2 separate regions of the Sus scrofa genome follow, and region 1 is linked to region 2. Evidence: chromatin contacts called from public Hi-C data. All regions are on one chromosome and are shown on one strand. The core of a region is the stretch at or near the end of the contact, and the rest is flanking DNA. Distances in the headings are between cores, read along the strand shown.

Evidence for each region. Hi-C and Micro-C count contacts between places; a contact is called where the count stands out from the background.
Region 1: a contact with region 2 is called in a Hi-C map of liver, with 2.2 times the contacts expected there. The contact joins two enhancer-like sites. A contact is called at or near these places in 1 of 5 promoter capture datasets (liver), 15 of 47 Hi-C or Micro-C datasets (alveolar macrophages, blood, embryonic fibroblasts and 10 more) and 2 of 2 datasets of contacts at active chromatin or transcription factors (alveolar macrophages and skeletal muscle).

What each region holds. Positions count from the first base shown.
Region 1 is chr14:132,009,853-132,017,518 of Sscrofa11.1, reverse strand. PLEKHA1 (pleckstrin homology domain-containing family A member 1) reads right to left here. Exons shown (of 13, transcript XM_005654150.3): 11 at 5,846-5,935; 12 at 4,550-4,590; 13 at 855-3,225. The coding sequence ends at 3,021. Among named protein-coding and RNA genes, the nearest start is that of HTRA1, 29 kb to the left of the region's middle. Within about 2 kb of position 3,003, at least 7 of the 83 cell types and tissues checked have an H3K27ac peak or open chromatin away from gene starts, as enhancers often do. A contact at or near this core is called in liver, where this site is marked.
Region 2 is chr14:131,934,916-131,942,191 of Sscrofa11.1, reverse strand. No RefSeq gene overlaps it. Among named protein-coding and RNA genes, the nearest start is that of PLEKHA1, 22 kb to the left of the region's middle. Within about 2 kb of position 3,566, at least 1 of the 83 cell types and tissues checked has an H3K27ac peak or open chromatin away from gene starts, as enhancers often do. A contact at or near this core is called in liver, where this site is marked.

The sequences.
Region 1 (7,666 bases), core at 1,754-4,253, 76 kb before region 2:
AAATAACTACCTACACATAATCAATTCTGGGTCTGCTTAACTGAGAAGTTAATGGAAAATGCAGACTCATCTACCTCTCTCTTCATGTCCTATGTGGACTGTCAAACCCTTTCAATGATAAGGAAGATTCTTACCAAATCTGGTACTGAGCTATTATGTCACTCCATTTTTATACAAATATTTCCCACTATACCAAAGTCTTAGAACTTCTGATAAAGACACAACCACCACTTGAACGGAGAAAAGGATCTCTTTTTGTATGTGTGAAAACAACAAAGTTTAGAACTTTCTCATTTGGCTTTTTAAAAAATAAAAACATTTAAAATACTTCTCAGGGCAAGAAAATTAAGTTGCACCAGTTAATAAAAATTACCAAGACCAATATTCTTTATCCAGTTCCATTATTGATGGATGCTAGACACACAGCAGATGTGGACTTGTTACTAATATGTGGTTTGCAAGAAGCAGCCCCTAACACCTGGCGGTGCGTTTTTCTGAGCGCACATCAACAGCCATCTGGGGATGAGCCTGTCCTCTGCACTCATCCTTATCTGCCGGTGTCACACCAAGCTGACCACTAACCAAGCACGGCAAAAGCAGCACAGAGAATTCAAACTATGCTCAGAAGCCAGCCTAATTTTGCTTTTCAGAAGATGCTCCTGAATTAAGCAAAATAAGCTTTTTTCCCAAAAAGACTCATTTTTCCTTGTGCAATTACATATCAAGCTACAGCCTTTCAAAGGTTACCAAATAATTAGTCTGTCCTTAAATATGTAAATTCAATTAACCACCTTTTATACTAGTTCTATTTACTTGTAGCCACAAGAGCTGAGCCAGATCAAATGAAAAATAAGTTACAATTAATTCTGAGCAGTTTATTCTCAAGTCATTATTACAGTTTTTAACAGTTGGACACACATAAAGATATCAGACGTAAACACTGGGAAGTACACACACATATTCCCATTCTGAAAGGAGACATGTTATATATACAGGAGGAAAAACGCAGCAAATATTAAGGTCTTCAAAGTAATTTCTGACAATCCAGATGCGACATATTTACAAGAAAAGTATAAGTTTTAAAATAATTAAATAATTTTCATAGAATTATAAAAGTATTGAGATAAATATTAGGAGACCCTGACAATCGCAAGAACATTTTCCTACGCTACTAAATACAAGGGTAGTTCTATAAAAAGTTCCAAAATAGAGCTAATATTTTGCCACTATGAAATATATCAAATACCAATACCAAAATATTAAAACGAACATGCAACATGGAAGCTGTACCAACAAAAACAGCATTAGGTTCCCAAATACTGCCAACTGTCCACGGTGTGTTCATGAAAAAGAAGCTAAGAGTTTGCTGAAAGTGTGATAACTACTTCAAACCTTTCATTCTATCATTCTATTTTCAAATGCAGCTGCAAAAAAGAAACGATCTACGTATAAGTTTTTAAAATATTAGCTTATGAACGAAAATGTTGAGTGGTGCATTCTTTATGCACCCGGATTTTTAAACTGATGTTATAATTCTGGTGTAAGAGATAGTAACCTCGGGACCCCACCACCCTAGTAAGAAATCTCTTTTCCAAAGAAGTCATCTTAGAAAATGAAGAGCAGAAATGGTGACATGTACGAATTCAAAACAAGACAGTACTTGCAATATGGCAAAACAGCATACAAATAGCAGCATGTGAAATTCAAGACTATTTTCTTAAAGCAAATGTTTAAGACTGAACCGTTAAAAACAGTACTTGGTCAAACTGGTCTGTTACTCAACACCCGAAACTAATGATTTTTTTCGAGAGGCGCTCACATCTGTGACAGCCCATGATTAAAGGTCTACTCAGATCTGTGTGCTAAAACAGATATATTGCACAGACAGGAGAATGACAACATTCTGGTCTAAAACAAAATGGTTTCTTATTTAATATGTTAAACTATGCTACTGAAAATTAATTTCATCCCAACTGTTTAAAACCAATCACATGCAGGCCTTCTGAGCACATTCATCTCAAACATTCCTCGACAAGATGGAAAACACAGGCACTTGAATATAGGGTATTAGTGACAAAAAGCAAAGGCTATGATCACAGGACTAAGGGCTGCATGTCTTTACATATAAACTTGAGGTCGTTCGCTGATCCACGTACAGAAATAAGACCTATTTACAAAACTTTGACAAGCAAATCAGATCTTCCAGAAATTTCATACCAAATAATTTTCACTGAATAAAGCGATGACGTCTGCCAGGTCTTGATTAAGCTTTTACAAACCAATGTCTGAGACACGACTGTTTGATTTCTCATTTCCCCCCTTCCTCCACCCCAGTACAACCCACAACCCTAACAGTCCAATAACATCCCCTATGCAAAACCTACCACTCACCTGGGATCCACAGCATCAAAAATGGTGACCATTTCAAAACTGTCCACACCGCAGTATAAATTTTACAGCACCCAGACGCGTCATGAGTTTTAGGTATATTTGCCTGGCAATATTTCATTCAATAATATTAACCAGCACGAATGTGTAAAGATTGAACATTTAATAGGAAATCACAGTAGCATTTTTAAAACAACCAAAATAATTAATAAGCCTTGTTAATGGTTTAAACTGTGGAACACTGAAGTTGTCAAATTCACTAGGAAAAGAGGTTGCACACACGTTTTTACCACCCCAGTGAGAACAAAGCTGCTGACAGCTGATGCTGAGACACTTAAGGTTTCTTTCTTTCTTTCAAGAAGTTACATTTCGTTTGGCTACGTCCTAGATTCTTGGTTTACCAGCTTAGAAAGAGTGCGTCTACGAGGCTATATGCATGGAAACCCTCTCCCCTTTGTCATCTTTGGCTAGAAGCCTCGTGCAAGGACACTGAGGGCTAAACGGGGGGTCAGGCTTCGGGTGCCTCCCTCACACGTCACTGACTGGAAGGCTAGCGTCATCCAAGTCCACGGGGTCACAGTCTGGTTCCTGAGGGCCGTCTTTACGCTGAGGTTTTAGCAGAGCTTGTTCAGTCACTTTGGGAGCTGGTTCTCTTGGAGAGACAGTCTGGACCTTGAAGTTCCCTGGCTTGACCTTGGCAAGAGATTCGTAAAATCCTCGCTTCTCCACGGTAAAGCTTGAGACCAAAGAGTTGCTGCGAGCGGCTGTGGAATGTGAGGCGGCTGCGTAGGCCGGGCGGCCAGCGCGTTTGGGTTCGGAAGGACAGCCGGAAGGCTCCTGCAAAGAGGAGGGCAGGTCAGACACGGCTGGGCACTGGGGACAAGGTCAGTCACTCAGTGTGAGACTTTATCCTCTGAAAAACAAACAGAACAAAACACACACACACACACACACACACACACACACAGAGCAGAAGCATGAGCCATGCAGCAGACGTGTGCAAGTTCTAGCCCAAAGCAATGCATTTTTAGGAGTGAGTTTAGAGCAATGACAGCCAACAACCATTTCCGCTAAGAAACCAGCTCTGTCACCAACGCCAAATGTGTCAGCTCTGACACTCTGAAGACACAGTCAGCCTCAACAGGAAAGCCGTGTTCCAATTGCAACTCAACTGTTTTAACTGCGGGCCTACCAGCTTCGCCATTTTATTTCAGTCTATTCTCACTAACACTAGGAATTATTCCACATATTCTAGAAAGACTAAAAAATGAAAATGCAGAATATAAAAATTAAAGGTCCTTCTTTCTTTAATGAGCAGAACGCAACATTTTTCAAACCTATTGTTTTGCCTGGCAGCCTCACAAATTTAGCTTTTGCTTCCCTGAATTTTACTGCCACAAATAACAGCAGTCTTTTCACTTCGTACTGAATTATTTGTTTTTGCGTATGGCATACGTTCATATGGCTTGAGATTTTAAAGGTAGCAAAGGGTACATATTTAAGCATTTATTAAAGCTGTGGTAAAATTACTGCGAATTTTAACTTCAATATGCTTCTAATGAAATCAAATCTGAAGATAATCTTAAACACGACCCTTCCAAATGCATTGCCATATAGTTCCTAGTATACCGTGTGCATTTGTGACATTAGTAGCTTTGAGAAAAAAAAAAAAAGTGCTACAATCACCGAAACACCACAGATTCCCATTAGCTAGCCAAGTTTCACCTGAGGTGTGAGACGCCGTGCATGCAGTCTATCCAATGCATACGCAGGCATGAGTCTGCACACAGTGTTACCATAAAGGTGCACTTCGAGTGGTATAGTACAAAAAATCACAAAGTACATAAACTACAGAAATTGAAACTCCCGTGGCCATCAATAATTTAGTTTCCGAAGATAGATACGACCTTCTCATTTGGTAAAGTTCTACTTTCTTCATTATTGATCTTTTTTAAAGCTGCATATCCAACCTGATGACGGCAGTGAGAGGGTGTGCGTTAGTGCTGACAAAGTCAGTTACGGTCACTGCAGAAGGCAGTCTGGTTAACTCAACTTTCTAGAATCAGTGGTCAGTAGTGAGTAAGTCCGGGCCCTCTAGTAAGAAGGCACGTCTGCGTGAGAGCCCACATACGTGCTGCATTCCCCAGCTCTTGGCGTATACCTCTGTATACAAGGGTTCGACAGCCTTCTGGCCTGCCGCATCTGGAACACAGTGCAAAGCTAGGATTAGAGTCAACCTATACTGGGGAGGGGGAGGAAAGAAAGTTCTGCTGATAGTTACAGGTGGACAGTCCAACTTGCCCCCACCACAAAGCACGAAACACAAACGCCCTTCTCCAACTTTTCCTCTTCCCGACAGACATTGTTTTTGCAGAGAGTCTCATACTTGACTGCTGAAAAGGGCACATAACACACAGGCAGTTACCAAATGAACCCCTACGAAAATACTGTAAGAGAGTCCCAAAACGATGTAGGAAAAACCACTTGAAAAATGAGAAAAAATGGATTTGTATTTACTGATCTATAGCTATTTCTAACAAGAAACTATTAAAAGACAATATTACTGCAACACTGGAAAATACCTAAAGTGCAGAATGTCTAGCATTGACCATGAGTCCAGATAATAAAGGCTTTCATGCTACATATTAAACTACCTACTGCAGATGCATGGGCTGTGCTTCAAGGCACCGAAAAGTTTTTCATTTCTTGGTAGAATTTGTATTTTCAGATCAGAGATCAGTGACCAAAGTATTCTAAAGCCAGATCTTACTTATTCCTATGACATAACTTTACATGATAAACTTAAAAAGTAAAAATATTCTTCTTACTATCTGAGAATGTTCAGCTGTTTTAATTTTATTATTATACTACCACAAAGACAATTAAGAGAGTAAAAAGCAGCTTCTTAAATTAACCTAGTAAAAAAAATGAGAATGAAAACATGAAGTGGAAAACACCAGCTGAGAATACTAGATTATATTCAAGGTTCGAGCTGCTCAACTCTTTTACGGAACTATGAAGGAAAGCCTAAATTGAAATTATAGGAAGTAAAAAGGAAATTGAGACCGTGACAAAGCTGTGTAATGCTACAACTAAAGGTAACCTTTCGTGATCAGGCCAAATACCCTCCTAAAAATTGGTAAAATTATACCAAATCTGGACCTACTGACAAGTAAGAACTCCTAAAACAAAACAAGGAGATGTTCATTCTTTAGTTGCCCTGCTTGTGCATTTAAGACAATACAATGCACAGGAAGTTACGTATACAGAACACTACAGGAAGCATTAAATTAGAAACGCATTATTTTTTTTTGCAAGTCCAATTGGTATGAAAGTCAACATGCAGATAAATCTCAAAACAGAAAGAAACCAAAAGGATTAGGGGGAGAGGAAGAAAAATAACTTGACAGGATCAGGGGTCCCAAGGGAGTATCACCCCAGAGAGGAGGGAACATACAGAGGAAGCGGATCTGCCGGGCCCCCGCTGTGCTACGATGGCGCCAGAGACGGCTTTAATCCAGCTGTGCATCTCTTCCGGGCTATCGGCCTGAGGGAAGGAAGGAGCCATTCAGTCAGGTGTTCCGCAAAATTGGCTCCTGTCTATAAAACCTGTGTATTCATTTTGGTAATTAATAATGTCAACAATAAAATCATTCCAATGCAACGACTGCCCCAAAATTTTAGAAACCACTTTTTTTAAACCAGGTTTTGCTGGGTAAGTTATTACATAGAGATGTAAGCCAGGCATTTAGTGTTTTAAGATGAGACACATTGAAAAGTCTCAATATGAATAATTCTAGAGAGAAAACAAGGAGGGGAAGAAGTCAGAGCAAGATCTTCTCATTTTGCTCTCCTCCTGCTATACTGTCTGAATTTTCAAGAAGAATCTCTCTGTAATTGTGCAGTTCTAAAACCATTTTCACATCATCATTTTTCTAAAAACCATTTCTAAGAGTACCCTACCCCTAAAAGAGGTACTGGTAGTCACTTTCCAAAGCCTCATCTTCCTTGATAGGACCAGGGCTCCCATGTACATTAAAAACCTCTCTCTGACTTTCATCCGATGAAGGCCCGCAGAGGGGTGGAGAGGTACTGCTCTTCGCTTCTAGATTCTAGAATCTAGAAGTTTAAAAAAGTTAAAGATACAAGTAACACTTCTGAGTTAACGACAGTAACGAGAATTCTTAAAAGGAAAAACTCAAAGGAGGCAAAGGTAGGGTATACTTTCAGTGATTCACCGCAAACAGGAGCACCGGTCTAGAAATCAATTTGGCAAAATAAGGTTCATGCTCAGATAGTTATTCTCACTCTAGAAACATCATAAAGTAGGAAAATCAGGCAAATTTGTGCACAAAGTGTTCACCACCACATTACTTTATCACAGTAAATGTATAAAAACTGTATCACTGAGTGATCAGTAAGAGTGCAGCAGAGAACAGCTTAATTGTGAAACATTCATGCATGAGAATATGATTCTAAAAGGTGTTCAGAGAATTTTAATGTCATGGGAAAAAAATGACTATGGTAAACGAAAGGATATATATACCACAATACTTCATATGCTCCTGCCTGTCATAAACAGACATGTCCTCACGAAGGAAAAAAACGGCTGCCTGAATGTGGAGTTTGTTTAATAAAATACAACATTTGTCTTCCTATTTTTCTGTATTTTCTAAATTTTCTGCAATAAGCATATGTAAGAACTTTCATAAAACAAATGTTCTTTTAAATAATTTATCTAAACAAATCAATCTGGTAAGTAAAAAATGTATTTTAAACTTAAATACAGGATACCTACCTATCATTCCTGAAATTATAAGATCTACTGCATACTTTTTTTTTTAATACTGAATTATTTATTTTTATTTAATTTTTCTGGCTGTAGCATACGGAATTCCTGGGCCAGGGGTCCAATCTGCCACAGCAGCTACCAGAGCTGCTGCACTGATAATGCTGGATCCTTAACCCACCGCACCACCGCACCACAAAGTAACTCCTACTGGGTACTTTTATTATGGACATTTGGGCCTCCCTTTTTGTAAAATTACCAAACAGTGATATAATTTAAATTCCCTTCCTCCCAATAACAATTATTCAACAAATTTCCAGCAAAGAATATCCTTATTTGCTGAACATATATATGACCTGCCAATTATCTTTATATGATTAAGTTTTATTAATTACATTTGTATTATTTGTCATATTTTTTGCTTATTTTTATGAGCAACACATTTATTTGTGTTCATTTTACCTCTAAAATGACTAATTTCTTGTTAGG
Region 2 (7,276 bases), core at 2,317-4,816:
CCTTTTCCAGATTTTGCACTTGCACCAGTAATGTATGTGACCCAGTTCCTCCATAGCATAACCAGTGTTGGGTATCCTCATTAAAAAAAAAAAATTGGGGAGTTCCCATTGTGGCGCAGTGGTTAACAAATCCGACTAGGAACCATGAGGTTGTGGGTTCGATCCCTGGCCTTACTCAGTGGGTTAAGGATCTGGCATTGCCGTGAGCTGTGGTGTAGGTCAAAAACGTGGCTTGGATCCCATGTTGCTGTGGCTCTGGTGTAGGCCGGCGGCTATGGCTCTGATTAGACCCCTAGCCTGGGAACCTCCTTATGCTGCAGGAGCAGCCCAAGAAATGGCAAAAAGACAAAAAAAAAAAAAAAAAAAAAAAAAAAAAGGCAATTCTAAGTGTGTAATGATATCCAAGATTCCTTATGAAACTGAACAGGGCTCTGTGGAGCTCCTGGGCACAAGCTTTCTGTGTCCCCCATTTCTTGTTTTTTGGAAATAAGCTTCAGCCCCAAGGCCTTCCCTGAGCTCCAAAGAGCAGGTTCCAACACACTGCTCATCAGGGAAGGGAGGGGTTGCAGAGACCAAGAGACAATAGTGCAGCCTGGGGGCAGGGTCCTGGGCCCTCCTCTAGAAATACACATAACACTATCTGTGAGTCCTTCTGCAGAACTAAAACCCCCAAGAAGAAAACAGGAGCGGAGGACCACCAGAACCAGTCCTGGGGCCCTAAACACCAACCAACTTGAAGAAGAATGAAAGCTTGCACCGGCCCTGATCTGTGGCCCTGTTTTCTACTCCCCAGCTATAAAACCACTTCCTAATCTCCCCCAAGGGCACACAGTCTTTAGGGCATTAGCCTGTTGTGGCTCCTTTGCCTGGCAAAGCAACAGAGCTATTTTTCCTCCTTCGCCCCAAACTCTGTCTCTGTGTTTCTATTTGGCACCAGTGGACAGAGGTCGAGTTTTGGCACCATTCACTTTGTCATTTCTTTGGGCTTGGAAAACGTCTTGAGTCATTCTTCTAGAATATGTCTACAAGCAACACATCTTAATCTCCCTTCATCTGAGAATGTCTTGATTTCCCTTTCAACCTGAAGGATATTTTCCCTGGATATGGAATTCCAAGTTGGTGGATTTTAGCTTTCCACACTTGAAAAAAGTGCTGTGCCACTTCCTTCTGGCTTCCATGGTTTTTGATGGAAAAATCTGCACTAATTCAAATGCCTTTTTTTTTCTTTCTTTTATTTGCCCCCCTAAGTGATGCATCATTTCTCTCTGGCTGCTTTAAAATGTTTCACTTTTGGGAGTTCCCACTGTGGCACAGAGGAAACGAATCCGACTAGTAACCATGAGGTTGGGGGTTTGATTCCTGGTCTCAGGGTTGAGGATCTGGCATTGCTGTGAGCTGCAGTGTAGGTCGCAGATGCAGCTCAGATCCTGGATTGCTGTGACTGTGGTGGAGGCCAGCAGCTGCAGCTCTAATTCAACCCCTAGCCTGGGAACCTCCATATGCTGCAACTGTGGCCCTAAAAAGCAAAATAAATGAATAAATACCCACGCCACAGCTGCGACCCAAGCCACAGCAGTGACAATGCCAGATCCTTAGCCCTCTGTGCCACCTTGGAACTCCTAGTCTAATTTTTAAAATGTGAGATATTATGCACAAAGAACTTTCAGATAAGTAATTCTCTGTACCTTTAGGGACCTGAGTTAATCATAGTTATTTTAAATTCTCATTTTGTTATGACATTCAGTGTTTATCAGCATTCTCTAGTGATAAATAACAGAAGGAAGTTTATTCCTGCCTCTAACCCAAAGTCCTTTTGTTTTTGGTCTTTTTAGGGCTGTGTCTACAGTATATGGAGGTTCCCAGGCTAGGGCTTGAATTGGAGCTGCAGCCACTGGCCTACACCGCAGCCACAGCAATGCCAGATCCGAGCTGTGTCTGCGACCTACATCACAGCTCACAGCAACCCTGGATCCTTAACCTACTCAGTGAGGCCAGGGATTGAACCCACATCCTCATGTTGTGTTCATTACCACTGAGCCACGATAAGAAATCCCAAAAGAACAGATGTCTAATGGTGGGATCTAGGCAGATGGACAGGCCTGTGGTCAGATAATTAGGCCAGGGCTTTTTTCTGAGGTTTTATCACACGGTCACTACAAACTCTGTCCAGACATAATTCTCCCTCAAGGTCAGCACTTTCCATTTTTCTTTGGACAATTACGTGCTCTATTGGCTTTTCATTCAGCAAGAGAGGGCAAAAAGATCCTTTAATTTACCAGGAATGCTTTTTAAATGCATCCGCCAACTCAAGCCTATCAGAAAGATAATGGTTTTCCACTCTCAAAATGATGAAGTAAATTTCAGTCAAGATGAACTTAAACGTTATTCGTGGGCCGTAGATTTTTTAAAAATTAATTTCATCAATCACGAGTCAGCCATTACCTTCCACGGCTCCAGACTGTTCTTACAGTCTGAAAGGTATCTCCTGCCTTGTTCAAAGCCAGCTTCAAAGGCAGTTTTCAGTGGAGTGGCAAAAGGAGGGCCTTTTGCTCCAGGAGGGCCATGGCCAAGAGCCCTGGAGTCCAACAGTCCCCTGCTAGTCCTGGTTCTGCTGCTGCTTGGCTGTGTGACTTAGAGACTGTTTCTTAACCTCTTTGTGCCTCCTTCCCTTATTTGTAAAGAGAAGATAAAGAGGTGGAGTTCCTGTCATGGCTCAGATGTAACAAACCAACTAATATCCATGAAGACTTGGGTTCGATCCCTGGCCTCCCTCAGTGGGTTAAGGATCCGGCATTGCTGTGAGTTGTGCTGTAGGCCAGCAGCTTCACCTCCAATTCAACCCCTAGCCTGGGAACTTCCATAAGCCGTAGGTGCAGCCACCCCCAAAAAAAGAAAAAGTAAGAAAGAAAGAGAAAGAAAGAAGGAAAGAGAGAAAGAGGAAGAGAGAAAGAAAGAGAGAAAGAAAGAAAGAAAAGAAAAAGAAAGAAAGAAAGAAAGAAAGAAAGAAAGAAAGAAAGAAAGAAAGAAAGAAAGAAAGAAAGAAAGAAAGAAGGAAGGAAGGAAGGAAGGAAGGAAAGAAAGAAAAAGGGAGAAAGAAAGAAAGTTTTCTGGAAGCTTGCAGGGTTATTTAAAGATTAAATGAAATGACGTATGTGGGTCAGTTTTCAAGGGATCTGTCACATAGTAAACTCAATGAATCTTAGTTATTGTTATTGTTATTATTCTGATACAAAGGCAACATCATTTTTATTTTGTTGTTACTAGGACTCATGGTATCTCCCTCCATCCTTTATCCCTTTATCAAGCCTTTATCCCTTCAGGTTCAGCTACTCCCTCCCCCATGTCCCAGCTGTGGTTGGGTTGCCACAAGGGGAGGAGAACCAGGAAATGCTCCCAGTTGCAGGCAGTAGGCAGTGCTGCTGGAAGATGGGCTTTGGGCCCTGCCTGTGGGCTGAGCAGATGTCCAGCATGTCCTGGTCCACGTGCTTGGAGCTCAGTGGCAGGTGCTCCCTCAATCCCACGGGCACCCAGTGAAGTTCAGGGCCCTCAGCTCAGAGCTTCCGGAGGAGAATCCTCCAATCCCAAGCTTTTCAAACCACTCAGTTCATCAATTCCCAGCAAAGACCAAAGGTGATATGCTGGAATCCATGAAAAATACACAATCAATGTGGCCACCTTCCCAGAACACTGATGACTCTTGAGAGCTGGGGGGACAAACATGATAGTTATTAAAACAAAGCTGCAAAGACGATAGCCTGGAGGGCAGAATGGTTGTAACTTTTGAAGATATAACCTGGAGAATTTTAACAACACTGCACATAGAGGACAGGTTCAGATCATGCCGCGGCCATGGGCTCTGGCCTATACCCAGGTGAGGTCCAGAGGCAGGGCTCTCCTCCATGCCAGCAGGCCAACTCCAGGTCAAGGAGGGACCAGATGGCTTTGGATGGGCTGGACCTCATCACAGCCAGCTAAAGCCACCCTGACTCTGGAGCAAATCTCGCTAAAGCATATCCAAGCCTTGGTGGGCAGGGTGGTTCTAGAGATAGGAGAACATGAAGAGCCAGGTAACAGCATGATCTTCCTACAGCGCATGCCCACAGCATCCCCTTGGCCATCAGGGCCTCTACTTTCCCCGCTGAGCAGTCGCTGGGGTCGTGGGTACAGTGCTGATTCTGAAAAGTAGGAGAAGCTCAGTTCTGAGTTCAAGATCGGCTACACCCCAACCATGGAATAATTCCCTTCACCTAGGCCCTGGGTTTTCTTACAAGTGACATGGACATGGCTATAGCAACCTCCTGGGTGTGACTGTGAGATCAAACAAGATGCTCATACATTCTTAGTCATTTACGGATTTGGGTCTCTACCTAGTGAGGCGCATGCATAGAAAAGAGGACGAAGAGCTCCCATCGTGGCTCAGCAGAAACGAACCTGACTAGCATCCATGAGGATGCAGGTTTGATTCCTGGCCTTGTTCAATGGGTTAAGGATCTGGCATTGAGCTGTGTGGTATGAGCTGTGGTGTAGGTCACAGATGAGGCTCAGATGTGGTGTTGCTGTGGCTGTAGCATAGGCCAGTGGCTACAGCTCCAATTCGACCCCTAGTCTTCCATATGTCACAGGTGCAGTCCTAAAAAGACAAAAGAAAGAAAGAAAAGAAGAGGACGAAGTTAAGGTGAGTGGCCACTAAACCACCCCCCATCCTCTCCTACAGAGGAGGTTTGTCCATTCCTCACTCCCTGGAGCCCTAACCAGCCACCCGACTGTCCCCTGGCCACACGCAGTGCCTGGAAACAGGCACTGAACCTCCTGTGCAGTCTGGAGTCAATCATTCCGGCAGTCCCAACACTGGGCTCCTTATGGTGGAAAAGGCGACGGGTAGGACGGTCCAGAGTCATGGTGTCTGGAGGTCACTGTAGCAAAAAAACTCATAGAAGGAGCCCCAGAAAGTGTCCAGTCTGTCCTTGATCTCAGGTGCCACATGTTCCAAGGGATGTGCAGGTGTCAGATATCCCAGGGATTCTCCAATGTATGCAATTCCCCTGACCTCTGACCTGGGCACAGGTAGCCACTCCCTGGCTGGGAGACCCACCCCCACCCCCGGGGTCTTGTGTCTTTGCCCCTTGTCTGGTCTTGTGTCTCTCTGGCTCTATCTCTCCCTCTCTCTCCCAGGTCCTGCCTCCAGAGATGGTCACCCCTTGCTCTACTGGATTCTGGGCTGCAGGGCCTGGGGGGGGCTGGGGACCCTCCCAAAGAGCTGCACTCAGGGTAGGATGCTTAACTTTCAGACCCCCCCCCCCCCCGCCCCCGTGAAGCTTTGGCAAACAGATCTCCTAGGCTTCATTATGGAAAAGGAGTCGTGTCTCCTTCTTGGCCTCAGGTCATGTAACAATAAGGCTCCATTCTCTTGACTTGCAGCTACATTTCGATGTGTATTCTTATTCAACACTTATTTAGCGAGTATCAGGCATTCTTCTAGGTACCAGGGACCCAGTTCTAGCTCTAACATCACTGTTTCCTCCTTCCTTCTTTTCTTCTTTTTAGGGCCGCACAGGCAGCATGTGGAAGTTCTCAGGCGAGGGGTCCAATCAGAGCCACAGCAACGCCTGATCCCAGCTGTGTCTGCAACCTACACCACGGCGCACAGCAACGCTGGATCCTCAACCCACTGAGCAAGGCCAGGGGTCAAACTCACGACCTCATGGATACTAGTCCTATTCGTTAACCACTGAGCCACGATGGGAGCTCCCTTTCCTTTTTTCCTTTCTTTTTTCTTTTTCTTTCTGTCTTTTTTTTTTTTTTTTTTTTAAGGCCAAACCTGTGGCATATGGAAGTTTCCAAACCAGGGGTCAAATTGGAGCTGCAGCTGCCAGCCTAGGACACAGCCACAGCAACACCAGATCCAAGCTGCATCTAAGACCTATGCTACAGCTCACTGCATCGCTGGATCCTTAACCCTCTGAGCGGGGCCAGGGATCAAACCCATGTCCTCATGCATACTAGTCCGGTTTGTTACTGCTGAGCCACCATGGGAACTCCCCACATTTATTAATCACCTTCAGTGGCATATGTACAGAAACTGGGAGTCAGCATTTAGAAATGTGTGTGGCATTTTGAAGTTGTTGGACATAGAGACACGTGGCACTGAGGTCGTATTTTGTCTTTGTTTTTCCAGGCATTCATTGTTCCCCGTGTTTTCTAGAAGTGTCAATCTGATGTGGACTGGGGAAGAAATAGAACTGGTTCCCACTGCAGGCAGCATGGCCCCTAAAGGTCTCCGGGAGGCTCTGGTCTAGAAGGTTTGAGATTTTGGGGGCTGGTTTCCACTTCCAGAAGGCCATGACCTTTCATAAACAAAGGGGTTCTCCCGCTCACTCCCCTCTCCCGGCCCTCTCTACAAGTTTTGAAATTCTAGAATCACTCAGGACATCTTGTTCCAAGAAAGGGGTTCAGAGGCAAACTCACAGTGATGCTAAGACCCTTTGGGGAGATCTTCCTGAATACGGAGTGGCCAGGAGGGACGTTCCAGAGCTTTGCCATTGACTAGAGGAGCCAGGCTTGAGAAGGGAGACCAGGCCAGGTGGTGATGAGGACGGAAGATGCCATCTGAGACAATGTTTCAGAACAAGGCGGAGGAGGAGGAGGCAGGCCTTTCCCACGCCAGTCCCTCCAGCCCCCTCAGGGAGGGGTCAACCCCCTGTAACGTGGCAGGAGAACCAGGTCAACTCTTCCCAACCTTCCCACTGACCCCAGCTCAGGCCTTCCTGATGGAAAATCCTTCATGGGCTTCCTGTGCCTTTTCCACGTGGCTGGAGATTTTCAGCCCAGTGAGCAGCGGGTTTCCATGTGCAGCATTGGTGCAGCAGGAAAAAGTTGTGAGAGAGGGATGGGCAGAGGGGGCCTGGAGGGCTTCAGGAAACTGCCCTGAGCTGCCACCTGATAAGCGGAGGCCAGCTGTGTGAGGATCCGGGGAGGAATGTTCCAGGCAGAGGACAGAGAGTGCCAGGGCTCAGAGCGGGAAGGGACTCAATGTCCAAGCAGTAGGAAGAAGCGTAGTGAGGTGGGGTGGGCGGGGAGCAGGTGAGGGCATGACTGAAGTTCATCAGGCTGGCAAAGGTGGGCCCCACAGGATGGCGACGCTCAAGGCTAGGAGTTTAGATCGCATCATCATATTCAATGAGGGATGCCAGATAAAATATAGTTCGCCTAGTTAAATTTGAATTTCAGATAAGTTTTTGGTTTTTTGCTTTTTAGGGCCACACCCGTGGCATATGGA